Regions from separate parts of the Mus musculus genome. Here region 1 is linked to region 2. Evidence: chromatin contacts called from public promoter capture Hi-C data. All regions are on one chromosome and are shown on one strand. The core of a region is the stretch at or near the end of the contact, and the rest is flanking DNA. Distances in the headings are between cores, read along the strand shown. Region 1 holds the start of Araf (Araf proto-oncogene, serine/threonine kinase). Region 2 holds the start of Ndufb11 (NADH:ubiquinone oxidoreductase subunit B11).

Region 1 (4,818 bases), core at 676-3,175, 230 kb after region 2:
CCATGAATTTTGACAAGAACAGACCACATCCACACCATAGTAATATTCTCTTTACTCTTTCCCCAAATGGTAGCTAGTTTGATTTCTTTCACTATAAACTGGTTTTTCCTGGCTTAGAATTCCATTGAAAACTATAGTAATGAAAACTATAGTATTACTCTTTAGTTCCTGGTTTTTTTTCCTTCTTTTAAACTTAGGTCTAGGAAATTCATCTATGCTGTTCTATAGTTGTGATTGCTGAGTGTTCTATTATGTGACGTTGTCATAGTTCATGGTCTATTCTTTTGTTGGATACCAAGGCTGTTTCTAGTATTTTTTTGTTTTTAGTTTTTACATTTCCTAATATGAATAAAGCTAATCTGAATATGTGCATACATGTTTTAGTGTGGATATGTAATGGGCTGTGGTTGGCTCACCATAGCCAATTTAGGGCCTTTCTTAATTCTGGTTCAGTGATGTCATATTGGTAGTTTGAAACATCCACTGTAGGAATCTTTATACCACAACTGACAAATGTTACAAATTACAATTGTTTTCTTTTTGAAAAGCTGGTTGTTAACATTTACCAGCATACCATGTGGGTATATGTTTTCATTTCTCTAGAGTAAACACTTAGAAATGATGTTGTTGGATTCATGATTGATTGATTTTCAAATTATTTCTTGTCCTGTTTTTGCAAAGAACTTAAAGAAAGAAATCTTATCTTTTTATAGAACCAACAGACTCAGCCCATTACATACAGGTTCTCAAAATAACTACTAGCTCGTTTTGAAGTAAGAAAACGTGACGGTACCATTTGGGACACAGAGTTTCTCTTAAATTCATCTAGTAGTCAGGGTGGCCATCTGTTACTTAACTATATCCAAAGGAAAACCAAGACTCATATCTTAGAAGAAAGAAGGAACAACTTTGAGCTGGACACATAGAGGAAGTTTGCATCAGACAGGGAGATAGGGGTGTTGTTACATTTGAAAGAGATGGTTTCAAGGCCTTTAGGAAAATTTTCTGTGGTTGTAAAACTGGCAAGAGACTGCCATACTCTTTGGGGAGGGGCAGGGTGCTGAGAATTTAACTCAGGGCTTTGTGGTTCATTCTCTTGTTGAGCTACAACCCTAGAACTAAGCTTTTAAGGAAGATTTATCTATCTATCTATCTATCTATCTATCTCCAATAGACAGAGAAAATAAAAGTTTTCTGAAGGAAATGCTCCAAAAAAAGAATGTAGGTACATACACATGTGTGTGTCTGTGCCTTTTCTTATTCTGATGCCTGGGTAAATTCAGTTTAAGAATTATATTCATCCTAAAATATGTCCACAAATGGCTGCCACAGGATTGCATTCCAGAACAACACTCCCTTCTTCACCTAGCCAGCTGTGGTCTGTCTTTCAAATTCCTCAACCCCTTTCCTCCCTCCCTAGAGCCAGACCTCCAGCACGGATCCGCTAATTAGCAAAAGTTATGACTACAGTTTCTTAGAGCTGGTAAATACTGAACATCATTTAGTCTGAGTCCACCCTGTTTTAAAGACCATCAAATTAAGATATATGAATAGTCCTTTAAAATGTGCTTTACACTACTGGCCAAATTGCATTTAAGGGTTTCTCTTGCTCAGATCAGTCTTAAATGGCCAGAAAATACAAAACTGAAATGGAGTCGTGCCTCTGACACGCACACCAAAAAAAGACAAGCTTCTTTATTCTATAGCACGGTTAGGGTTAAAGTCCTTAAAACGCAGTAGTCGCCCTGACTGCGCCTGCGCGCCAATCAGGACAGGCGAATTTGCCCTAGAGACAGCCATTTGAGCCCACCCCTCCTAATCCGGAACACGACCCACATTCCGCTGGCCCTGTCTTGATGGGCATGATCATCCTCCAATAAGAATGGAGAGACGAGTCACAGCGAGCCAATAGCAAAAAGCCTAGGGACGGTGGCGGTGGACTGAGAGGAAACAAGAAGACAAGCCCAAGATGGAGGCGGTGGTGGTGGTAGCGGTGTGACAGGTGAGGGCAGGCCCGGTAGGGTTCGGGTTTTGGAGCGGCTGCGGGACCCGGGTATGAAGTCCAGACCGAAAGCTCAGCTCCAAGATGCTTCCGTCTGAATCTCAGCGTTCTCCCGCCCGGAACCAAAGGAGTGGTTTGACCAGGGCGAGACCGTCGTCATCGACCGTGGGAGTGGATGGAGGAGTCGGCCTGCAGGCTGCAGTGGTGGTTTCGCTTGCTGCGCGTGGCAGTGCACCTGCACAGAGCTTGAAGCCCTTGGGGAGGGCGGGACGGAGCCAAATTGGGTCTGGGGTCTGGGGCTTGGGTGCGAAATTCCAAGGTGAATTCTTAAACCCCTTAAAATGTCTAATGACGTTTCCTCACGACGTCCAGGAGATGCAGCTCTCTCCCATGGTTCCTTATTGCCCTTCATATTCTACGCCACCTAGGAAGATGTCTGACGATTACCTCATTATCCCTAGTTCACCCTAATCCCTTTCCATGATTTCACAGTGCGTTTACACCAGTAATCTGTTTGTGACCCCCAGTAGTTATCAGGTACAGTTTTTGGAAACCCTTCCCCCAACCTCACCTCCATCTTCTTCATCTGGATACCATTGTCTTCCTTTGCCTTTCCTCTTGATAGTGTTTTCTGATGAGCCATCATTGCCACTGCATTTGATTTAGTGTGTAATGTGGTCTGTTATCCAGCTGTTTTTCACAGTCTGTAGTGACTCTTATTACATCTCTCTTTAGTCTAGGGTATGGCGAACCTCTGTGGACTCTAGAGGGTCTGGTGACCTCTATTAGCTACCTGACAGTACCTTTGATTCTACCATTAGCCTTATAGCTTATGCTCTGGAATACCCACAGTGCCTTTTAAGGTCATTGGTACTGTCTTCATTTCCTTCAATCTAAAAACAAGGTCTGATGATCCTCCATTTTCCTGTCCCCTGTCTGTGTCTGATTACCCATTCTCTGAAGCTAAGACAGCCTGTTTATTTCCATTGTGTGCCTGAGACCTGTGATTTTTCAGTGCAGTACATAATGGCTTCCCCATTAATCTCTAGAGAGTCATGTGTTCTGCACTGTCCAGAACCGTGTGCACTGTCTCCTCACTGCAGTGAGTCTCAGATCTTGGTACTCAACTATGACATAAGCAATAGGAGATTCTCAGCAGAGAAGGGTTAGTATCATTGGGCTGGTTCATAAAAAGTGGGATTTAGGGAACAGTGGGAACTTGGAGATGGAATTTTATATGTCCTCTGCCACTCTGCTTTCAGGCTGTCATTACTAGACCTCTGAATTTCTCCTCTGTCCTCTGCTAGGAGGCCTATGGCAGCTGCCCAGTCCTACCTCAGCCCATCTTGAAAACAATCTTAGGCAACATGGAACCACCACGAGGCCCTCCTGTTAGTGGGGCTGAGCCATCTCGGGCAGTTGGCACTGTCAAAGTGTACCTGCCTAACAAGCAACGCACAGTGGTGAGTCACTCAGGCAGTACTGGCAGGGGTTCCAGATAGTCGTAGTGTGGGATCAGAAGGGTGGCGAGGGTTAGGGAATGAATGCTGCAGAGGGAAGGAATAATTGGCTAGGGTACCTATTGGATACTGAAGACCCCAATCTCTACACACACACACACACAGGTGACTGTCCGGGAAGGCATGAGTGTCTATGACTCTTTGGACAAGGCCCTGAAGGTGCGGGGTCTCAACCAGGACTGCTGTGTGGTCTACAGGCTCATCAAAGGGTAAGTATGGAAACCCCATGCCATTCACTGGGTCCCTACACACCTCCTTTCTTCAGTGCCATCTTATTCCTCCTCATTTGTCTTGGAGTCTTCCACTATCTGAGGTAACCCAGGTGACATCTTTCGTTTCCCTTCATTGACCATTGGAAGGTCTGCAATTCACTATGCACTCAGCCCTCAAGTCCTCAGTCTGTCACCTTCCAGAGTTCATCTGTTTTGTTCTTTCACCATTTCTTGAAGTCACAAGCTCTTTCTTTTCTCATGGTCCCCATACACCATGGAGTTGGTGGTCTTCATTGACCTTTCTATTCTTTGTTTGTTTGTTTGTTTGTTTTGTTTGTTTTTTTTTTTTTTTTTTTTTGAGACAGGGTTTCTCTGTATAGCCCTGGCTGTCCTGGAACTCACTTTGTAGACCAGGCTGGCCTCGAACTCAGAAATCCACTTGCCTCTGCCTCCCGAGTGCTGGGATTAAAGGTGTGCGCCACCACGCCTGCCTGACCTTTCTATTCTTGTGTTCCTTGGTGCCTTAATGTTTTGGATGGAGTTCCTGTTTTCATTTTACCTGTTTCAGTGTCTCAGGTGCTGGCTTACTACGCCTGAGATGTAGTTTCATTTGCCTCTCACCACATGCTTAAGATCATGGATTAAATCTGGGAGTGGTGGGTATACCTGTTAGCCTAGCGCTTGGGCAATTCACCTAATTGCTTGAGCCTGTTTCCTCATGTGTAAAGTGGGAGTAAAAATAGTGACTAACTTTATTTTTTATTTGAAATGTTACCCTTTTTATGTGTATGAGTGTTTTGACTGCATGCGTGTGCACTGTGTGTGTTCCTCACGCCTATGGAGGCCAGAAGAAGGTTGAAGATCCCACCGGAGTTAAGGATGGTTATGAGCCACGGTGTGAGTGCTGGGAACTGAACCCAGGTCCTCTGAAAGAAAAGCAAGTATTCTTAACTGCTGAGCCATCATCTCTCCTGTCCAAAAGTGACTAACGTAGTGAGAATTAAACATGTGGGAGAGTGGTTCGTGGATGGGACTGAGAGGAACTTTGGGAACTTCCCTGTCTACTGTGGTCCCAGTGTATCAT
Region 2 (4,697 bases), core at 1,920-4,419:
AAAGGCATAGATTGATGTCACTTATACAAGATGGAACATACCAATTTTTTAATGCTCCCCACCCCCCACCTACAATGAATGCACCATTCCTAATGGTCCTGTAATACCAGATTCAGGCATGGAGTGGACAGAGCAAGCTATTCCATCTCCCTGATAGTAAAAAAAAAAAATCATATATTTTCCTCACATAAAGGACATGTCAGATAGATATAGCACTTTATCTTAGCCAAAAGGCTGAGAAGTGTTGGTGGACCAAATGTTCCAGCACACACTATGCTGAGCACTGCTTTGCATAGAATATATCTGAACACATGTCCCTCTTGAGTTTTAGATCTTCTCCATCCAGAAGAGCCTCCCTCCAACATTTATAAGGCAGTGGTTCTCAATCTGTGGGGTGTGACCCCTTTAGCAACCTTCTACCTCCAAAAATATTTACATCACGATGATTCCTAACAGTAGCAAGGCTAAAGTTACAAAGTAGCAATGAGAATGACTTTATGGCTGGGGGTTCAGCACAACATAAGGAACTATATTGAAGGGTCTGAGCATTAGATAGGTTGAGAACCACTGCTTGAAGAAGCCCAGGTTACTGTACTGAACCCTGAAGTGCCAGACATCTTTTTTTGAAACCTTGACTATACAGACCAGATGTGCTTCTGATGGCTTTAGCCCTAGCTACTACTTAATAGCAACCACCTGAGATTCAAGGGGAGCCACATATCCTTGCTATGCAATCCACAGGGCCATGGGATACAGTACTAAGCCACCAAACCTTAGTGGTACACAGCAACAGACAAGAAAGGCAGCAGTGGCCCTTGAAAGCTTGTCACACACTCATATATCCTCTTCCATAACAAAAGCAGCAGTAACCAGTCATACTTTCAATTCCTTTAATAAGGTGTTCTGAGGAACCAGGTAAATAACAAGCAGCGGATGAGTAATGCTTCTTAGGCCCTGCTCGGTAAGCCATCAGTCATCTTCTGGTAACTGGATCTTGCTGGGATCGAAGTAGTTGGATTCCATGATGGGAAGGCCATTGACTTCTCGGTATTTCACAAGTCTCTCAGCTTCCCGGCGGGCCCACTCTTGCATCCTAAAAGCAACAAGTGGGTTATGATGTGAGGGAACCTTACTAGACAGAAGTTCCCAACTTTAGCACCCTATCCCCCACCAGTACAGGGTAAGAATTCTGGCCAGAGACTCCTCCAACCTCTACCTTTGCCTCTGCCCCTTCCCACTCAACTTTCTTAGAAAACCCCTATACCTGTAATCAGGCACATAAGCCACGAAGGTGGTCCCAAAGACCAGGACGATGGAAAAACCAAAGAAGAAGACAGCTCGCATATTCCAGACGTCCACCACAGGGTCACTATCATAACCATGAAAGTCAGGGTTCTGAGGAGAAGGAGAGGTCAATTAGGGCTTCTTGCTGCTCCATAAAGTTATATCCTGGCCTTGCATGACCTGGTCTCTAATCCGCCCTCCAATCTCTAACCAATCTCTTATCCCTGATTAAAATCCTTTCTCTACTTTTAGGATACGTGAAATTCCTTCCCACCACAGGGCTGTGACATTTGCTGCTCTCGAGGCCTAGAAAGCTCTTCTTCCAAATCTAATCACCACTGAATTCATCACCATCTCCCCATCCAAGATTTTGACTTTCTTTCCAAATGAATAATTGGCCTCACGTACTTGTTTGGGAGTGCTCACCCTGTCTGTTAAGTTTCATCCTTGGAAAGTGCTATTTATAAAGATTAAAAAAATGTTTGGATATTGGCAATTTCCTATGGGTCCACTTATTCTATAGGACCCTATAATAATTTAAGATCTTCAATCAGATGTTAATGTTGAATATACTAGGCCTTTTCAAAAACACAAACCTCACAATATCCTCAGTAGAGTGGAAATGGCAATAATAAACACCTTCTAATTTGGAGTACTTCTGAAGTAAGTGGTAAGAGCTGCAGTGACCATTCTGACTCATATGAAGCAGGTGTGTTTTTCTTAGCTTTCCTAGTACTTTTCTCACTTTACAAAGAAACCGAGGCACCAAGAGATTAAATTACTTGTCCAAGGTCATACAAGTGAATAATTTTCAACCCAAGATGTCTGACTCCAGAATCTCTGCTCTCCATAAAGCACAGGAATTCAGTCCTGAATGCAAATAATCAGCTCCATGACCTACTCAAGCTGTGATCTTGGGCTAGCAACTTGTGTTTTAGTATCCTCATCTATGTCACTGTAACAGTTACAGTGCCTACTTCAGTAACAGTTATAGTGCCTACTTCAAAATCACGCTACTTTAGAATTGAGATGAGTAAATAGATACAAAGTGTCTAGCACAGCCTGGCATTATGCACGTGTTACCTTAGAGTTTAGTATTACCCTAATTATAAAGTTTCTAACATGCTTTGGGTGCTGCCCTCTTTCAGTGTGATTTCTGACTGCAAATAAGGCAACGAAAGAGAAAAACAAGCTAGGCAAAATTTCTGAATATTCGAAGATTTTGTCCACTGCTCAAATCTCGGGCCGGAGAATGTCCGCTTTGACACTGGTTTCCCTGGTCCAGATTGGCCCCTACAGCGTCCCGTTTTCCCCCCTCCCTCTCACCTTCGCGTAGACGTTTTCGTCCTCGGGTTCTGGGTCCTCCTGCCACTGCATGGTCGGTTCTCGTTGCCGCTTTTTCTCCACACCGGATGGGGCGATTACAGCCCTGGAGGACTCCCAGCGAACGCGAGCAGCCGGGAGCCCTCTCATCGCCCCCGCTGCTGACAGGCAGCGACCATACAAGCTTAACAGTCGGGCCGCCATGACAGCTTGTACTGCGGAGTCCTGGGGGGCGGGGGGGGGGAGGGAGACGGAAATACAATGTGCGCAGCTGCGGTTGATCCCAGCGCGATTTTTGTCGCTCCGCCCTTACCTTGCTAAATAGATCCCCGGCCTAAGTTTGTTTACGAGTTCGGCGAGGTGCGGACTCTATTTTGCCTCCCACGCCGTGTCGCTACCGAATCAACGTTATCATTTCTGTTAGTCTGGGAGAGAGTTGTTTTTGAGAGGTCTGTTCATTTTCTTCGTAAGAAGAAAGCGGTGACATCTAGATGGCCCTGTAGGGAAAGAGGTGGAGCTTCTAGTTGTCTTTCAACTTCAAAGGACAGCAAGCTTCTAAAGAGCGGGCCTCTTAGGGGTAGCCAATAGCTACTCTTTTTTCTGGACTCCTGGGCCGTTCTCACAGGGAATGGGGAGGTAGCATATGCTTGCCAATCAGAGAATGCCAGGGCCAGCCAATGGTGACCGGCAACCAATCGTCAAGGCCGGCCAGAGCGCGCTCCCTTAGTAGGTGGATGGTGGTCGGATCGCCGGCTCTCTTCTCGTCGCCATTTTGTGTTGGTGACTGTGGCCGGCTAGGAGGAGGTGGCACCGAGTTTCCTTGGGAGGGCAACGCGTCGGTCGCGTCTCCCCTCCCCCTTTCCTCCTTTTTGCTCCCAGTCTTGGACTTGGTAGTTGCATGCATTGGCTCCCATTTGAACTAACAGTTCTGAAGGAGGTGGTGGCGGGCGGAGGTGATGCCTGGGAGCCCTCCCTTGACAGCCCGGGCCGAGAAGGTGAGCGCCGTTGCGGGTCGTGGGATCGGAGGTAAAGGAGCTGGGCGCGTGGGAGGGGGAGAGGGCCGGTGTGCATAGAAGAGGCGCGGGGACGGACTGTACCCTCGGAGTTCGCACAGAGCTGAGGGATGCCTGCACAGCCTGCACCTGAAGAGGGGGTATGGTCCCCCACCCCAGCTTTTTTCTTATGAAAGCAAAAGCGCGTGCGCGATTGGGACGCGGGATGGGTGCACGCGGGTTGGGGGAAGGGAGAGACAGATGGGAGTGGGGTACTGTGACTTACTGTATTTGCCCACCGAACTTTTTATCTTTTGAAACGCGCGTGTTTGCGACTTTGCGGGGGGTGTTCTTAGAGGAGGGTTGTGCTGACTGCCCTTGTTACTTAACTATCCACGGGGAAATACTCTGGCTGCGGCCTCTATTCATTTATGTGGTGGGAATGAGGGTGACAAGCGCGGAGAAAGAAAGTGAATATGGTTTTTATCCTTGGGGTCTGTATCTGACCTCTGATCCTTATCAGGAAGCAGGCTTGTTACTGATCGACCCCAACTTAGTTAGTTTGGGGAGGGGGTGCAGAGAATATATATATCCGGCGTTTCTTCTTTTGGGAGTTGTATCTGTAACAGTGAGGTCTATATATTCAAAGGGAAATCCGTTTAATTGTGTCTCTTATAGGTATCCTGTGATCCTGGCCCTTGGCTATTTTGGGGGCTTGTCTGTAACTTTGTTTCTTTTCTGTGCTGTGTATGCAACAAAATTAGACTCATTCTTTTGCCATTGAGCATTTTGTGTCAGGTTCTCATCCACTGGGGTTCCTGCCTGTGATTCTTTTCCCCATCTGGGGGAAGTTAACTGATCCTTGAGTTGGAAGAGAAAATAGGTACTTAAGAGAAAAGGTGTTGTGGCAACCTACCGTTGGGCAAGTACTATACCCGCCTAGCTTTACTTGGTTCCTGTACAAATGGGTGGCAGCTAAAGATTCAGGGGTAATTTTGATCTCTGGTTGGGTCATGACACTCTCAGATCTTGTACTTCTCAAGGCAGTCCCAAAAGTTGGATGAAGTAGCTGTCCCTGTCACTCAGTAGAACAAGATG

Evidence for each region. Capture Hi-C pulls out chosen DNA fragments and counts their contacts.
Region 1: a promoter capture Hi-C map of adipose tissue shows a contact between it and region 2. The contact joins the promoter of Araf here to the promoter of Ndufb11 in region 2. A contact is called at or near these places in 4 of 39 promoter capture datasets (the C10 cell line, cranial neural crest and pre-B cells), 5 of 484 Hi-C or Micro-C datasets (B cells, CD4 T cells, CD8 T cells and 2 more), 4 of 115 datasets of contacts at active chromatin or transcription factors (effector CD8 T cells, memory CD8 T cells, regulatory T cells and 1 more) and 3 of 9 other capture datasets (adipose tissue, liver and pancreatic islet).

The regions. Positions count from the first base shown.
Region 1 is chrX:20,846,618-20,851,435 of GRCm38.p6, forward strand. It overlaps Araf (Araf proto-oncogene, serine/threonine kinase), which reads left to right and starts at 1,926. Exons shown (of 16, transcript NM_009703.2): 1 at 1,926-2,002; 2 at 3,310-3,465; 3 at 3,628-3,731. The coding sequence starts at 3,370.
Region 2 is chrX:20,614,450-20,619,146 of GRCm38.p6, forward strand. Ndufb11 (NADH:ubiquinone oxidoreductase subunit B11) reads right to left here and starts at 3,170. Exons shown (of 3, transcript NM_019435.5): 1 at 2,611-3,170; 2 at 1,265-1,395; 3 at 877-1,093. The coding sequence starts at 2,811. The coding sequence ends at 970. It overlaps Rbm10 (RNA binding motif protein 10), which reads left to right and starts at 3,054. Exons shown (of 24, transcript NM_145627.3): 1 at 3,054-3,602. It also overlaps the pseudogene Gm23628.